Linked DNA regions of Capra hircus: region 1 is linked to region 2. The links are chromatin contacts, called in public Hi-C maps. All regions are on one chromosome and are shown on one strand. Each heading gives the region's core, a stretch centred on a gene start, on an enhancer-like site or on the middle of the called end of the contact. The rest is flanking DNA. Distances are from core to core; before and after follow the strand shown.

Region 1 (7,867 bases), core at 3,397-5,896, 150 kb before region 2:
GCTCAGACTCCACCACTTCTCACCCCTGAACAAGGCCAGTAACCCTCTGCTTTTCCTGGCTGCAGCTTCTTCCCCACCCTCTGCATCCATCACAGGACTGCTTTCCTTTGCTGCTGTTTTTCATGAGCGGTGGTTTCATACAGAAATGTTACCCCATGGCAGCGGGGTGGGGGGGGCCGGCGGGGGTCGGTTCTTAAAATTTCCCAACATTAGGAAGTTCTTAGTCGAAAGCACCCTGTCGCCCTCCTGCTCCCCAAACGGCGTCCATGGTTTGGAACGTATTCTCACCAAACACTGGACTCCCCGCCGCCCTGGAGTAGACACTCGCACTGCCTCCTGCCCTGCGGCGCTGTAAACACACCACCACCCTGCATTTCTCCAGGGAGGACTGTCACTGCGGGGCTGCTGGGCCCAAGGGCAGCCACATGTGCAGTTCTGAGAAACCGTCAGGGATCTGCTCGTTAGAAGGGTGGGGCAGCTTTCATTCCACACCCCCCGCCCCCGCAGTGTTGCCAAGGGTGCCTGTTTCCTCACATTTTTGGTCCATATTAGACATCATGCACTTCTTATCATCTGTTATCCAGTCTGGAAGTTAAAACCCTTCCCTTGTTCAGACTGCACATTTCTCCGATTAATGACGGTGGGCACATTTTCATATGTCTAGCGAATATTTGTGTTTTTCCCTCAGAAAACTGCTGGCTCATATCTCTGGCTTACATTTCTCTGTGAGATGATCACCTTTCCTTTTTTATTTCTTGATTTGTAAGATGTCATTATATATTAGGTGTCATTTCATCATCAAATACCTTTTTCCAGCTTATCTTTGGACTTTCTACTTCATCTGGAATGTAATATTATATTAGGAACCAGAGATCAAATTGCCAACATCTGTTGCATCACAGAAAAGGCAAGAGAATTCCAGAAAAACATCTACTTCTGCTACACTGACTATGCTAAAGCCTCTGACTGTGTGGATCACAACAAACTGTGGAAAATTCTTCAAGAGATGGGAATATCAGACCACCTTATCTACCTCCTGAGAAATCTGTATGCACACCCAGAAGCAACAGTTAAAACCAGACATGGAACAACAGATTGGTTTCAAACTGGGAAGAGTACGTCAAGGATGAATAATATCACTCTGCTTATTTAATTTATATGCAGAGTACATCATGAGAGACAATGGACTGGATGAAGCATAAGCTGGAATCAAGACTGCGGGGAGAAATATCAATAACCTCATATATTCAGATGACACCACCCTTATGGCAGAAAGCAAAGAGGAACTAAAGGGCTTCTTGAAGAAAGTGAAAGAGAGTGGAAAAGCTGGGTTAAAACTCAACATTCAAAAAACGAAAATCATGGCATCTGGTCCCATCACTTCATGGCAAATAGACGGGGAAACATGGAAACAGTGGCGGACTTTATTTCCTTGAGCTCAAAAACCACTACAGACGGTGACTGCAGCCATGAAGTTGAAAGACAATTACTCCTTGGAAGAAAAGCTATGACCAACCTACACAGCATATTAAAAAGCAGAGACATGACTTTGCTGACAAAGGTCTAGTCTAAGCTATGGTTTTTCTAGTAGTCATGTATGGATGTGAGAGTTGGACCATAAAGAAAGCAGAGCGCCAAAGAATTGATGCTTTTGAACTGCAGTGTTGGAGAAAACTCTTGAGAGTCTCTTGGACTGCAAGGAAATCAAACCAGTCAATCCAAAAGGAAATCAATCCTGAATATTCATTGGAAAGACTGATGCTTGAAGCTCCAATACTTTGACTATCTGATGTGAAGAACTGACTCACTGGAAAAGACTCTGGTGCTGGGAAAGACTGAAGGTAGGAGGAGAAGGGGACGAGAGAGGATGAGGTGGTTGGATGGCATCACTGACTCAATGGACATGAGTATGAGCAAGCTCCGGGAGTTGGTGATGGACAGGGAAGCCTGGCGTGCTACCGTCCATGGGGTCGCAAAGAATTGGACATGACTGAGTGACTAAACTGACTGAACTAAATATTATATTGCAGAGAAGGTCTAAATATTGAATATTTACTTGGTAAAACCTGTTAATCTTAATGTTCTCTTCAATGCCTGCAGTTCCTCCCAAGTTTACAAAAGGCTCCACACCCCCCAAGAATATAAGAATACTATGCTTTTTTTTAAATATTACCTTAAATCCGTGTGGAGTGACTTCTGAAGATGTTATAAACTGGGGACTAGTTATGTTTCCAAATCAGAGATGCCACCATCTCATACTCCCATAAAGTCGGCCTCATCTTCTGCACTGTGAAGTCTAAACTCCTTAAAAAGGGGAGCACTCTTGACTAGCTGGCTCCACCTCTCAGTCCAGCTTCACAGCCGGCATCTCCTTCCCCCGTCGGCTCTCCCTTTGGAGCAGCCGCGGCAGAGCTCCGCTCTCCCCATGCCAGGCGGCCTCCCGCACCCCCACGTGCAGGCACGTCCTGCTGCTGGTCCGACTGCCGCCCTCTGACCCCCTTTCCAGCTCGCTCTTCCCACAGAGGGAGGCCAGCTCCCCGCAGAGTGCTGTTCTCACGCGCATGAAATCCTGCTTCTTTTCCAGTTTTACTAAGATGTTACTGACACAGCACAGTGTGTGAGTTTAAGACTGGACACGCGACCCTGTGAAATGATGAGCACAACAGACTCAGTGACACGTGTGCTACGTCCTGACTCACTACCTGAAGGGGCCACAGGCCACGGCGTCTTCACACAGCTCCTCGGACGAGGCTACTGAGCAGCTGGCTGAGGACCACAGACTGGCTGGCTGCAGGATGGGCACTGGCTCCCTGGTGAGACAGTGAGACCCCAAGGGCAAGGGCATCTTCGGAGGTACCTTCGCATTCCCTGGACCAGACACAGCGCCTGGCAACAAACAGGGGCTGAAGGAAGGAAAGGAGCTGACCTACCGCTCACTGTAATGAGGGAAGCGTGAGCTCGACTCTGGAGGTTAGGACCTAGGTTTGACTCGGAGGTGGGGACCAGGGCACTGAACATTCAGCAGTGTTGACAGGAGGGCAGGGGCCTGTCCGAAGCTGCATGCTTGATGACGGCCATCAGAAAACCAGTGGTGACTCAGATGCTGTGCTGAGTACTTTACTAACATACCAGCTCTTCCATTTCAAATCTGTTCTGAAATAAGACTGGAGATAACACACACCTTTTATCACCATTAAAGCTCAGAAGGAAGCATCACTCACGCTCTTCACGTGAGGAAGCTGAAGCTCCGAAAAGCAAATGGTCTGTCCCAATCCGTCCGCTCCTTCTACTGTGTCATGCAGTTGGCAGAAACTAAGTCAGCTAGTCAGGCAAGAAAAGTGCTCTGGAAATGATAAACAGGCATCAGATGCAGGAAAGAAGCGCAAGCATGACCGTCGAACTTCAAGTCGTGTTTTCCCACACTCTGCCTCCCTTTCAGGCTGCTACTGTCCAGGGACCCTGGCTCTTCCCTCAGACTCAGGGGGACTCAGTGTCCACCCCGTGCGCCCTTCACGCGGGGGTTTGTGTGTCCTCTCCATTCACCTGAGCGCCAGGGAGCAGGTCCCGTCTCTCTCACCTCTGCTCCCAGAACGAGGGTTAAGAGGGAAGCCCTGAGTAGGAGGATTTGACAGCATTCTAAAGCATAACTCTTCTGAACAAAAACGTGGAAAAACATCTTGAGAGCTGTAAAGCCATTCACGTCCTCTTCACTAAGACTGTTTCTCTTGGCAATTTATTCCACAGATAAGAGTTTAAGAGAGGAAAAAAGAGCTGCATGAATGAAACTGACCGTCACTCAATCACAGGCAACAAGAACGGGAGCGATGGTGCAGCCACAATGAGGAGTCCACGCTCTCCCAAGCTATTTAACGGCAGGAGGACGTGTGCGCCACACAGCGCTGAGTGCAAAGAGCAGCAGCATGCTGTGATGATGTTCGCAAGACACGCACGCACATGGGCAGACACACGAGTGTGTGCACACACATCTTGAATACTCCCGTAATACACATAAGACAGGGAGAGAAAGGAAAAGAGTAAAAGTAAAACTTGCTTAGAAACGACCTTATAATAATATGCAGATCATTACATAGAAGTATAATCAGCAATACATTTTCAGAACAAACTTTATCTCACTGATTACTTCAAAATATTCCTAAATTCAAGAACAAATTAAAAAAATATTCCACTACTTTGTTTACAGATATTTCCATAAGATGTTCACCCACTTTTAAACTTTTTACCCCTTAACTCTATAATATGTGGAGAATTTAAAAATTATGTTTAACAGAAACTGTATACACGATGAAGCTAGAAAAGGTCAACAGTGAAAAGTGAACGGCGGGCTACCCGTCTGGACTGATTTATGTCTCTAAATACACACATTCCATTTTTTACCCCAAGAATTAAGGTCAAGTAGCAACAGCAGCAGCCCGCACTGAGAGTGGCTCTCCAGACAGCGTTTCCAGCGGCGCTGAGACGCACGGTCGCCGAACCTGCGCAGGTCAGAGCAGGGAACCGCCGGCGCGCGTGAGAGCGCCAGGGGGCGCCCTGCCGTCTGGCTCAGCGCCCAGGCGCCGGCGCGCGGCCTGCGGCCCTCTGGGCGCGGCCGGAGGCGGCCACCAGGTGGCAGCACAGAGCCCGCCCGCGAGCAGCGGCAGGAAGGCCGGTTACGGAAGGGAAGGCAGGCGCTTCCTGCGTCTCAGTGAAAGGCGAGCACAGGAGGCGCGCAGCGCACCGAGCCGCTAGCAGCTTCCAGAGCTGGGCTACAGGGTCACGTTACCTCCGACCAGTGGAGTCCGGACAAAAATCAGTCACATGCGTGTATCAGAAATGAAGGTTAAGGCCGCTAAATTAAGAGCACTGAAGTGCTGCTGGCGAGATGGTTGTAATGAGCCTCACAGATTAATGAGACCCAAGTTCTACTACTTCACGGCTTTTGACATCCTTTTATCAGGTGTAGCTACAGGACTAAGAAGGCGTTTCCTGACCTGAACTCCGGCCCGTGGCGCAGTGCCAGGGCCCGGGGTCCACGCCCCTGCAGGGACACGGGGGAGAGCCGCAGGCGCACGGAGACCCGGCACGGCCCGCTCTCGAGACGGCGCGCAGCAGCCCCCGCACGCCACACCAGGGCGTCAAAGCGAGGTCCCATTCAGAAAATGGAACTTTACACGTCGTTTATTTATATAAACAAGTTTACCATAATTTTCACTTATCCTTGACTTACACAGAGACACAAGGAAAACAGCACTTAAAGCCCTACTGAGATACCACTTCCCACCAGGAAGGCTGTAATTACAGTCAGATGACAGCAGCCTCCGGCGAGCACGGCGGGCGGCAGGAGCCCTCGCGCTCCCGGGGCGCCACACACGCAGCCGCCGTGCCAACCCCGCCCCGCGCTGGACGAGGAACGAGGCGCGTCCACACAGAGGCTCTGCACAAACATCCACAGTAGCGTTATCCGTAGTAGCCAAACGGCCATCAACGGACTGGGAAAGGAAAAATGATACATCCACGATATTCTGAATGGAGTGTGCCCTGGTAAAGACCGACAAACGCGGGAGCCTGGTAAACAATGCTGAGCAAAATGCGCCAGGTACACGCGGCGCGCGCGCGCACACACACACGCGCGCACACACGCGCGCACACACGCGCACACACACGCACGCGCACACTCTCTTACTCCATTTATATAAAACGTCCAGAACGAACCACTATAGAGACACAGAGCAGGTCGGGGGCTGCGGGCGCTGGGGCTGGGGAGACAGCGCTTCTTTCTGACGAGACTGTCCTAACAGGGACTGTGTCACGCTTACACCGCTGAGTACCCCAAGCCAGCGCACGGCACGCCCGGAACGCACGCACTGCACTCTGCAGTCACATCGCAGCTGCTACCCCCTAATCAAACTAACTCCTGACGCTTCCCTGCCTCCTTCCCAACGTAAACACCTCATAAACCACCTCAGCTCTGAGGCAGGCTGTTAGCCATATCCATGTGTTTGCAAAGTGTCCTTAGAAGGACTTCAAGGTGAAGCGACACAGATTTTTCTAGACAGCCTGGTATTTTAGACATTGTTAAAAAGTGAATTAAACGTTTATTTTCATGAGCTTGCTTTCTATATAACTTTAAGTAGGAGATATTTATGTATGAGCTGATGATAAAAGTAAATATGCTAAATTAATACTAGTTTCCTCCCACAGATATTTATGTTCACTTTCTTAAGGCACTAGCTCATTGGATAAAAGGTATACACAGTTTACTTGAAAAGATTATCATTTATGATTTTTCTTAGATAAGCTTAATTATTTTAATAGCTAGAATGAGACATAGGTTGCTATAGTTGGTATGAGAATAGAAATTTTCCAGAATAAATTTATTTCCAATCATAGTGTCTGTCCTCTTGTATGACAAGATCCTAGCACACCAAAAGCTCAGCCTGTCGTGGGAATCCCCAAGCAGCCAGCAGGCAGAGCTCGGCACAGTCACTTCCACAGCCCTGGTTCAATTCCTGGTCAGGGAACTAAAATCTCACAAGTTTAAAAAGAAACAAAAAACAACTGACCTATCAAAAGCAGGCTAGTCCTAGGGGCAAAACGCACTGGCCTTCAAACAAAGGCGGGGTACCACTGAGCAGCCCTCAGACAGAGGGAGGGGACCGCCGGGCGGCCCCCGGACGGAAGGAGAGGACCACTGAGCGGAGAGGGCTGAGCTCTAACTGCAGCAGGATCGGGGCTGTCCCAGGGACAGCGATGCTGCCTCCAACCTCCAACCTGGACGAGCCACAAAGGGGGCGGGCGCTCTGCTGCACCGCGGGGAACACAGGCGCACCTGGAACCCTGGCGAGGGAGGCCCCGTCCAAGAGAGCCAACCCGTCACATGCATTTGCTTGTGACCACACTGAACTGACACTGCTATTTCACCCAGACCCTCCTGGTCAGACATGTGAAGAAAGAGCCAAGGGTAAACAGTAGGGTCACCAGGAGGTAACTCAGCACAATGACACCCGCTTAGCGGCCGTTTAATTCTGCCTCAACTGAACAAATACCCTGTGACACAGAACAGGGCAGCCGGGGGCTCTCTTTAGCCCATGTCTGTAAGGGCACGCGAGCTGGTTCCACTCAGTCCCTCCCACGCAGTGACTCTGATCATCACCCAGGGGAGAACTGTTTCCAAGACAATGTTGAACCAAACTGAGATGAAGCTTTACTGCAAAGGGAGGTATGCAAGACGCAGGCCAGCCCAGCTGTCTTCCAAAACGCAAGTCCCAGACCAACGAGACACGGTGTCTCCGGAGCGGCTCCAGCACTTCCTCTGGACCACACTTAACCTCCAGCGGGACTTCCCTGGCGGCCCAGTGGCTCATTACTCCTTCATCCAGCGCAGGGGTAGAGTCTGATTCCTGGTTGAGGAGTGAAGATCCCACATGCTTCGTGTGGGAAAACAGAAGCAGTACTGTAGCAAATTCAGTGGAGACTTTAAAAATGGTCCACATTAAAAAAAAAAATATTAAAAAAACCACATCATTCAAAACAACCAACCAACCTCAAGCAGCAAGTTACGGATGTTAACTAGGGCTCTATCAGGTGGACACAGACAGGAACTGCACGCCAGCAGCAAATACACATGGTAAACAAAGGAAGTAGTCTACAGCGGCGGTTCTCAGTGTGGCCAGTCATTGAAAATCACGCATCTCCTGGCCCCGAACCTCAGAGGGCCCAGGCCAGCCTCCTAGCAGGAATCTCACCTCCACAGCCCTTCATCACAGCAGACTGACCGTGCCATCACCCCCACAACCAAGGCCAACGGGGGCTTCCCAGAGCCCGGCCTGCACCTCCTCCGGTCCAGCAGCGCCAGTGACAGCAAGAAGAG
Region 2 (7,011 bases), core at 808-3,307:
CTGTGAAACCCAGACATTAAATGCAACTGTAAAAAAAAAAAAATTAGGTATAAGTGTAAAAAAAGTTTTAAAATTTCAGTACCGTGATTTTTGCATCAGAATTAAAAGTGCACATTTCTAGCGACAGAAATTGGTGAGCTGCTTGAGAGGAGGGTCCACACCCTCTCACTCCTACCCCTACCGCTTAGTCCAAGGTCTGACATGTAGAAGAAGCTTAATAAATACTTGTTGAGTAAATAGTGAAAGAGGAGAGTGAAAAAGTTGACTTAAAGCTCAACATTCAGAAAGCTAAGATCATGGGATCCGGTCCTATCACTTCATGGCAAATAGATGGGGAAACAGTGGAAACAGTGGCAGACTTTATTTTTTGGGGCTCCAAAATCACTGCAGGTGGTGATTGCGTTCATGAAATTAAAAGATACTTACTCCTTGGAAGGAAAGTTGTGACCAACCTAGACAGCATATTAAAAAGCAGAGACATTACTCTGTCGACAAAGGTCCGTCTAGTCAAGGCTATGGTTTTTCCAGTAGTCATGTATGGATGTGAGAGTTGGACTATAAGGAAAGCTGAGTGCCAAAGAATTGATGGCTTTTGAACTGTGGTGTTGGAGAAGACTCTTGAGAGTCCCTTGGACTGCAAGGAGATCCAACTAGTGCATTCTAAAGGGGATCAGTCCTGGGTGTTCATTGGAAGGACTGATGCTGAAGCTGAAACTCCAATACTTTGGCCAGATGTGAAGAATAGACTCATTGGAAAAGACCCTGATGCTGGGAAAGAGTGAAGGCAGGAGGAGAACGGGATGACAGAGGATGAGATTGTTGGATGGCATCACCCACTCAATGGACATGAGTTTGAGCAAGCTCCAGGATTTGGCAATGGACAGGGAGGCCTGGCATGTTGTGGTTCATGGGGTCACAAAGAGTTGGACATGACTGAGCAACTGAACTGAACTGAACTATCTGTTTCTACTTATAAACTTTTTTTACTTGTCATGTTGAAAGGTATCTTTATACCTTCTGCCATATTTAATGTATTCTTCTAGTTTACTTCATTTCATTTTCATTACTTTGAACTATGTATGAGTTTAGAATTTTTATGTATTTGTGTTTGTCGGTCTTCTCCTTTGCCATATCTTCTTTTGCTCTCTAGACTTGATTATTTTCCCATAGACCTGATAAATACTGCGTTCTTTTTTTCTGATGGTTGCTCTATAACTTAATTTCAATAAATTTTAGAATGAATTTTAGAGTTTTAGAATGAGCATTTTATTATACATTCAATTTTTCTATGCATTCAGAGTCCCTTCTAATTTCTCTTCCTATCCCGCTGAATCCAATTTCTTTACCTGCACTTTTTGCTATTTAAAAAAGTTACTTTAAAATATCTTTTCGACTAGAGTTCGTCTCGTTCATCTGGTTAATTTTCAGCAAGTATACTTATTTTTTCGTGCTTCAAAACCTTATTAGGATATTTCTAGAAACTGAGTTGCATCTCACGAGGTGGGCTTGTAATTCTAGTTGCACCGCCAGCTAGTTGTCTAATTTTTCACAAGTTTAATTGTAAACTTCAGCCCCTCATTGGTAAACTGGGGGATCATGTTAATATTTACCTGGTAAGGTATTCAGGATTAAATGAAAAACTTCCATCTAAGACATTCAGCGCACTTCCCATCACTAGGCTTTGCACCCGAAATCCTAGACAACCGTGAATGGCTGTGGCTACCGAGGGGGCACGCAGTTATTTCTGCACAGAGAGGTCCGGGGGCGAGGCGGACGGATGGTGCTCATTTTGCTCCGGAGCTGGACAAGGGCATCAACGTTCGCGTCCTCCGCCAAGCACCCCGAGCGCGCCCCCGCTCCCTCCCGAGCGCGCCCCCGCCGCTCGAAGTCCGCGCCCCCGCCCCCTCGAGCGCGCCCCCCGCCCGCAGTCCGCGCCCCGGCCGCCCGCGTCCCTGCGCGGCGCGCGCAACCCAGGGGGCGGGGCCGTTGCCTAGGAGATGCGCGCGCGTTTCCGGGAAGACGTGCGTGCGCGACGCCCGGCAGCCAATCAGAGGGCGGGGCGCGTATTCAAACCGCGGGGCGGCAGCGGAGGCGTGAGCGGCGCGAGGAGGCCAGGAGCCTGCGAGGTGGGGGCTGTGGTCCGGGGGCGGCGCGTCGGTGCGGGCGAGGGTGGGGTGGGTGGACAGCTCGGGAGTCCGGGAGGGCCGGGGGCCCCCGGGGACGGGTGCGAGGGTCTCCAAGGGCGGCGGGCCGGGGTTCTCCCGGGAGGGCCAGGGGCGGGATCGGGCCGCGCCCTCCCCGCCGCGGACCCCTCGGAGGGCGTCTTCCGGGCGCGTGGCCGCCGGGCGGCGGGGTGGCCGCTGTGAGCCCACCCCGGGGTCTGGGCACCCCTTCCCTCCAGTGTCCCGGGGCGTACCCCCGCCCCTCCCCAGACCCCGAGCTGTCGTGCTCCTTGTAAATAGCAGCCGGTTTTCAGCTGCGGGTCAAGTCCTCGGTTTCTTCTTGCTTCTGTATTTACTTCCGTATCAGGAAATCTTTAAAAGATTGCCTGCTTTTAGTTAGAAGGTGATGGGAGATGCTTCGATCCTGGCATGATTGTTAATGATTTGGAACTTGCACAGGTTACTTAAAAATGAACCTCTGTTGTTTTGTGCCTCCAGAGTCATGATCTCTGGGGTTGCTTTTAAAAATACGACGGTTAGTTGCTGTATTAGCAGGACGAGTCTCTGTGGGAGCAGCAGAGAGCTGCAGCTCACGGCGAGCTTCAAGTGGGGACCAGCCCCAGGAGAGGGGCAGCTGGTTCCGCCTCCCAGATCGTGTGCGCTCAGGGGGACGGCGCGGCCAGTCTCCTGAATGTTTTGTTTCATTGAAGAGTTACACATGTGCTATATGGTAGCCTGTTATGTGTGCAGTAGTATTATGTCTAAAGAACAATGTATATCCCTTCATTTAGAATACTTGTTGGTAAAAACGGTAACCATCATCAGAACCTTCAGGAGTCCTCCTACTAACATCAGTTCCACTGGCAACAGATCGCGTTGACCAGTAGCATCTAATGGAAACGTTTAAAGTGTGGGAATTTCCAGAGCTGTGACGCAGACCTGAAGAGAGCAGATGCTCACTTGGGAAAACGGCACTGACTTGTTGACGCACGGTTGCTACAAACATTCAGTTTGTAACAAAAATGCAGAAGGGGCAACAAAGCGAAGCCCCTAAGCCAGATGAGGCCTGCCTGTGTGGAGAAAAGGAGGGAATTCAATGACAGTCCGTCAGAGGAGAGGGACAGCCTGGGTGGTGATGACCTCCTAGTGGCTGAGCTGCTAGTTTTTCATTGACTGGGCCGTTGCTGGGTGAGGATGAAACCTTTCTTCCTCTTTGCCCTGGGATGTGAACTAGCTTCTTCCTGTAGAGTCTGAATATAGCAAGGGATAAAACATGAGAGCTCCTGTTCAGATACCCTCCACTCCCACCCCTCACTCTGTTTTAAATGAGGGTTCCTTTCTTTGCCTTCACAATGAAATAGTTTCATCAGATGTCATTTTCAAGTTAGAATCAGACATGCAAATTTAAAGACTTGTTCATGTCAGTATAACCAGTTGGATGCAGCGTTGACGGGAAGTCAGACCTCAGCTGTGTCTGCTGTTCTCTTTTCTTCTAAACATGACTGCTGCTGCTGCTGCTGCTGCTAAGTCGCTCAGTCGTGTCCGACTCTCTGCGACCCCATGGACTGCAGCCTGCCAGGCTCCTCCGCCCATGGGATTTTCCAGGCAAGAGTACTGGAGTGGGGTGCCGCTGCCTTCTCCGTAACTACTGGATAGATATTGTTGACACGTATTTGCTTACATTCCTGTCAACTTTGTTGTCTGACTGCTAGAGGGCAGGCTGAATACTTAACTGATCTTGCATAAGTTTTCTCAACACAAGCGATTACTTTACAGTGCTTGTATTTATTGTCTCTGGTACTTATTTGGGTATGAGCTGCCTTGTGACACCTCTCAGGCTCATCTCCCCGAGGCGTTCTTGCATGTCGAGTGCATTCAGCACCTGCAGAAATGCTTCACTCCGGTCTTTAACTTTGGTGCTGGGGTGTCTGTTAGTCCCCCTCACTGCTCCCCAAACTGGGGGGCACTTAAAAAAAATCTCTGCTGACATGTTCTCTTTTCTAGCATTTATTCATTTTAACCATTTTTAAATGTACATCCTTAAATACATAGTCATCACTGCCATCCACCCCATAACTCTAGTTATCTGGTCAGTCTGAAATTCTGCATCTATTAAATAATAACTCTCCGTGCTCCCTTCCCTAGCCACCATCATTATACTTTCTGCTGCTGATTTTAACTACTATAAGTACTTGATACAAGTGGTATTATATATTATTTGTCTTTTGGGGACTGGTTTATTTCACTTAATATAATGTCCTCAAGGTTCACCAATATTGTAGCATATTGCAGAATTTCTTTCCTTTTTAAGGCTGAATAATTTTCCATTGTATGGATATACCACGTTTTGGTAGGCCATTCATTGGTCAGTGGACATTCGAGTTGCTTCCCCACTTTCTCTATTATGAATGATGCTGCTGTGAACACGGGTAGGCCGATATCCCTTCATTTGAGACCCTGCTCTCAATCCTTTCTGGTGTATACCCGGAGGTGGAATTGCTAGATCATATGCTAATTTGGTGGCACTAGTGAAGAACCTGCCTGCCAACGCAGGAGACGTAAGAGAGATGGGCTCGATCCCTGGCTCGGGAAGATCCCCTGGAGGACGACATGGCAACCCTCTCCAGTCAGTATTCTTGCCTGGACAATCCCACAGACAGCGGAGTCTGGTGGACGATAGTCCCTGGGGTCACAAAGAGTCGGACACAACTGAAGCGACTTAGTATATGCTAATTTTAATTTTTTGAGGCCATCTCTACTGTTTTTCACAGTGGTTGTACTATTTTACATTCCCAGCAACAGTTTACGAGCTTACCCATTTCTCCATGTCCTGGTCCATACTTGTTTTCTGCTTTTTTTTTTTTTTTGATCGTTTCCATCCTAATGGGTATGATGTGGTATCTCATTATAGTTTTGACTTGCTTTTCCCTAATGACCCATGACGTTGAGCATCATTTCATGTGCTTATTGACTATTCTTATATCTTCTTTGACATGTGCTTTTTACATCTTTTTAAGTCACCTGGCACATTTGACCTGATGCAGTCTTTATCTGTGCATTCTTTCTAGACTAAGGAAATGAAAGCAGAGTTTTGTCTTTGAAATTCATAGTATCCACCAGAGGGCCTGGCACCTCATGGGATCTTAGCACATGTTTGTTGAGCAATGACTGTATGGTCTTTGAGGTCAGAGATTTGTCCGAAGCTGCCTGGGAACGATATCTCAGTGGAGATCATGACCTAATATATGCCCCTGAGAAGTCACTTTCCCATGGAAGGTCCTTGTGTTTTTAAAGCCTGTTTGTAATCTGCGCAGTTTAAATTTTATTTTTTTATTTTATTTTAGCAGATAATTTTGGAAACTGTTGCATAAGAAATGGCCGGAAGTCAAGTGAATGTCTAAAGAAGAGCTTAACATTTCTTCAGCAACATTCTTCTTAAAAATAACCTTCTGCCACCATGTCAGCCTCCACCGCACACAGCAGAAACGACAGAGATCTCCTTGGTGTTCCTTCCTCCACAAAGACGTCATCCCTGAGTGTCCTCCCCCAGGGCAGCAAGCTGAAGCTGCATCCGAGGTCAGACTCGTCAGAGTGTGAAAATGATGATCCGTTACTGAGATCTGCAAGTAAAGTCAGAGACATCAACAGCACTTACGTTATTTCTGCCTGTAAGAAAACAGAAGACACACGCCTCCTTCCTAACCCTGTGGGGAGGTTGACACTTCAGAGGAGAGCGACCAGGAGCAAGGAACCCTCTTTGCTTGGTCGTGAGTCGGGAGACGCCGGTGCGAAAACGGCAGAAACACGCCTTGCATTACAGCGTCGGACTAAGACAGATTGCATGGGAAAGTGGAAAGGAATGCAGGATGTGGGCGGCAGGACAGAAAATAGTCGGCCTTCACCAGAAACTGGTATAAGTGTAAAAGCTGTAAGCAGTGATAAAGACTTGCCTGTTGCACCTTCCGTATCTTTAACTCCAGACCCCAAAGACCCTGAAATGAAGGCTGATGGAAAATGCGCAGCGACGCGTTCTGCCCTCAGTGGGGTGGGTGAGAACGTTGCCCTTAAGTCCCTACGTGAGCGAGCGCCCGCCGGTTCCCAGAGTCAGACTGAAGCTGTTCGCACACCGTGCGTGGCAGTTAGGCCCACTGAGAGCAGGTTGGAGACCAGAGTGTCAGGAGCAGGGGCCTCGCATCACAGGGGTGCTGAGAAGGAAGCCATGAAACTTCCACGTAGATTTGAAAGCTTAGAGAAAAGGACACCCTTCAAGTGTATTTCAGAGCCCAGGTCAACACCTAGGCGTGGCGTCCTGCAGCCTCGGAGCCCCGCTGCCTTGGTTCTGAGAAGCAGGAGGCCCACCCTGCAAGTTAAACAGACGCCCCAGAGCTCTCTTCTTGCAAGTCAGAGGGAAAGGTCACGGGAAAATACATTCCTTCTTGAGGAAGAAACCGCACTTCAGAAAACCTCTGCAGAAACAGGGCCCCTGAAGGTGGAGAGCAGCCAAGTGACAGTGGCGGTCAGAGTCAGGCCTTTCAGCAGCCGGTACGTGACCCGCTTTTTATCCGAGGCCAACCTGCTCTGCGTGTTGGTGCGTGTTCATGCTGGCTGGCACTGCCTTTTTATAGACGGAGCTTCCCGGTTCGGTGGTAGTATGTGGATATTTTTGATGATTGGCTATAAAACAAAAAAAAACCACCATATTTTGCAAATGGAAGTTTCTCCAGATATATCTGTTTTAAACGTCTGACTGACGTCAGTCCCTAAGGCAGTCTGCTTTCAAATCTGTCATAGATGGTGGTGTCTTCTACCTTTCCCTTAAAAAGAGCAACAGCTGGTCGCTCATTCCCCA

Evidence for each region. A called contact is a pair of places that touch in the nucleus more often than the background predicts.
Region 1: a Hi-C map of liver shows a contact between it and region 2, with 5 times the contacts expected there. The contact joins the enhancer-like site here to the promoter of KIF14 in region 2. A contact is called at or near these places in 3 of 5 Hi-C or Micro-C datasets (blood and liver).

Annotation. Positions count from the first base shown.
Region 1 is chr16:77,981,345-77,989,211 of ARS1.2, reverse strand. All of the region lies in intron 1 of CAMSAP2 (calmodulin-regulated spectrin-associated protein 2), which reads right to left. Among named protein-coding and RNA genes, the nearest start is that of GPR25, 49 kb to the left of the region's middle. Within about 2 kb of position 4,646, at least 3 of the 5 cell types and tissues checked have an H3K27ac peak or open chromatin away from gene starts, as enhancers often do.
Region 2 is chr16:77,833,854-77,840,864 of ARS1.2, reverse strand. It overlaps KIF14 (kinesin-like protein KIF14), which reads left to right and starts at 2,057. Exons shown (of 30, transcript XM_018060822.1): 1 at 2,057-2,126; 2 at 5,510-6,704. The coding sequence starts at 5,620.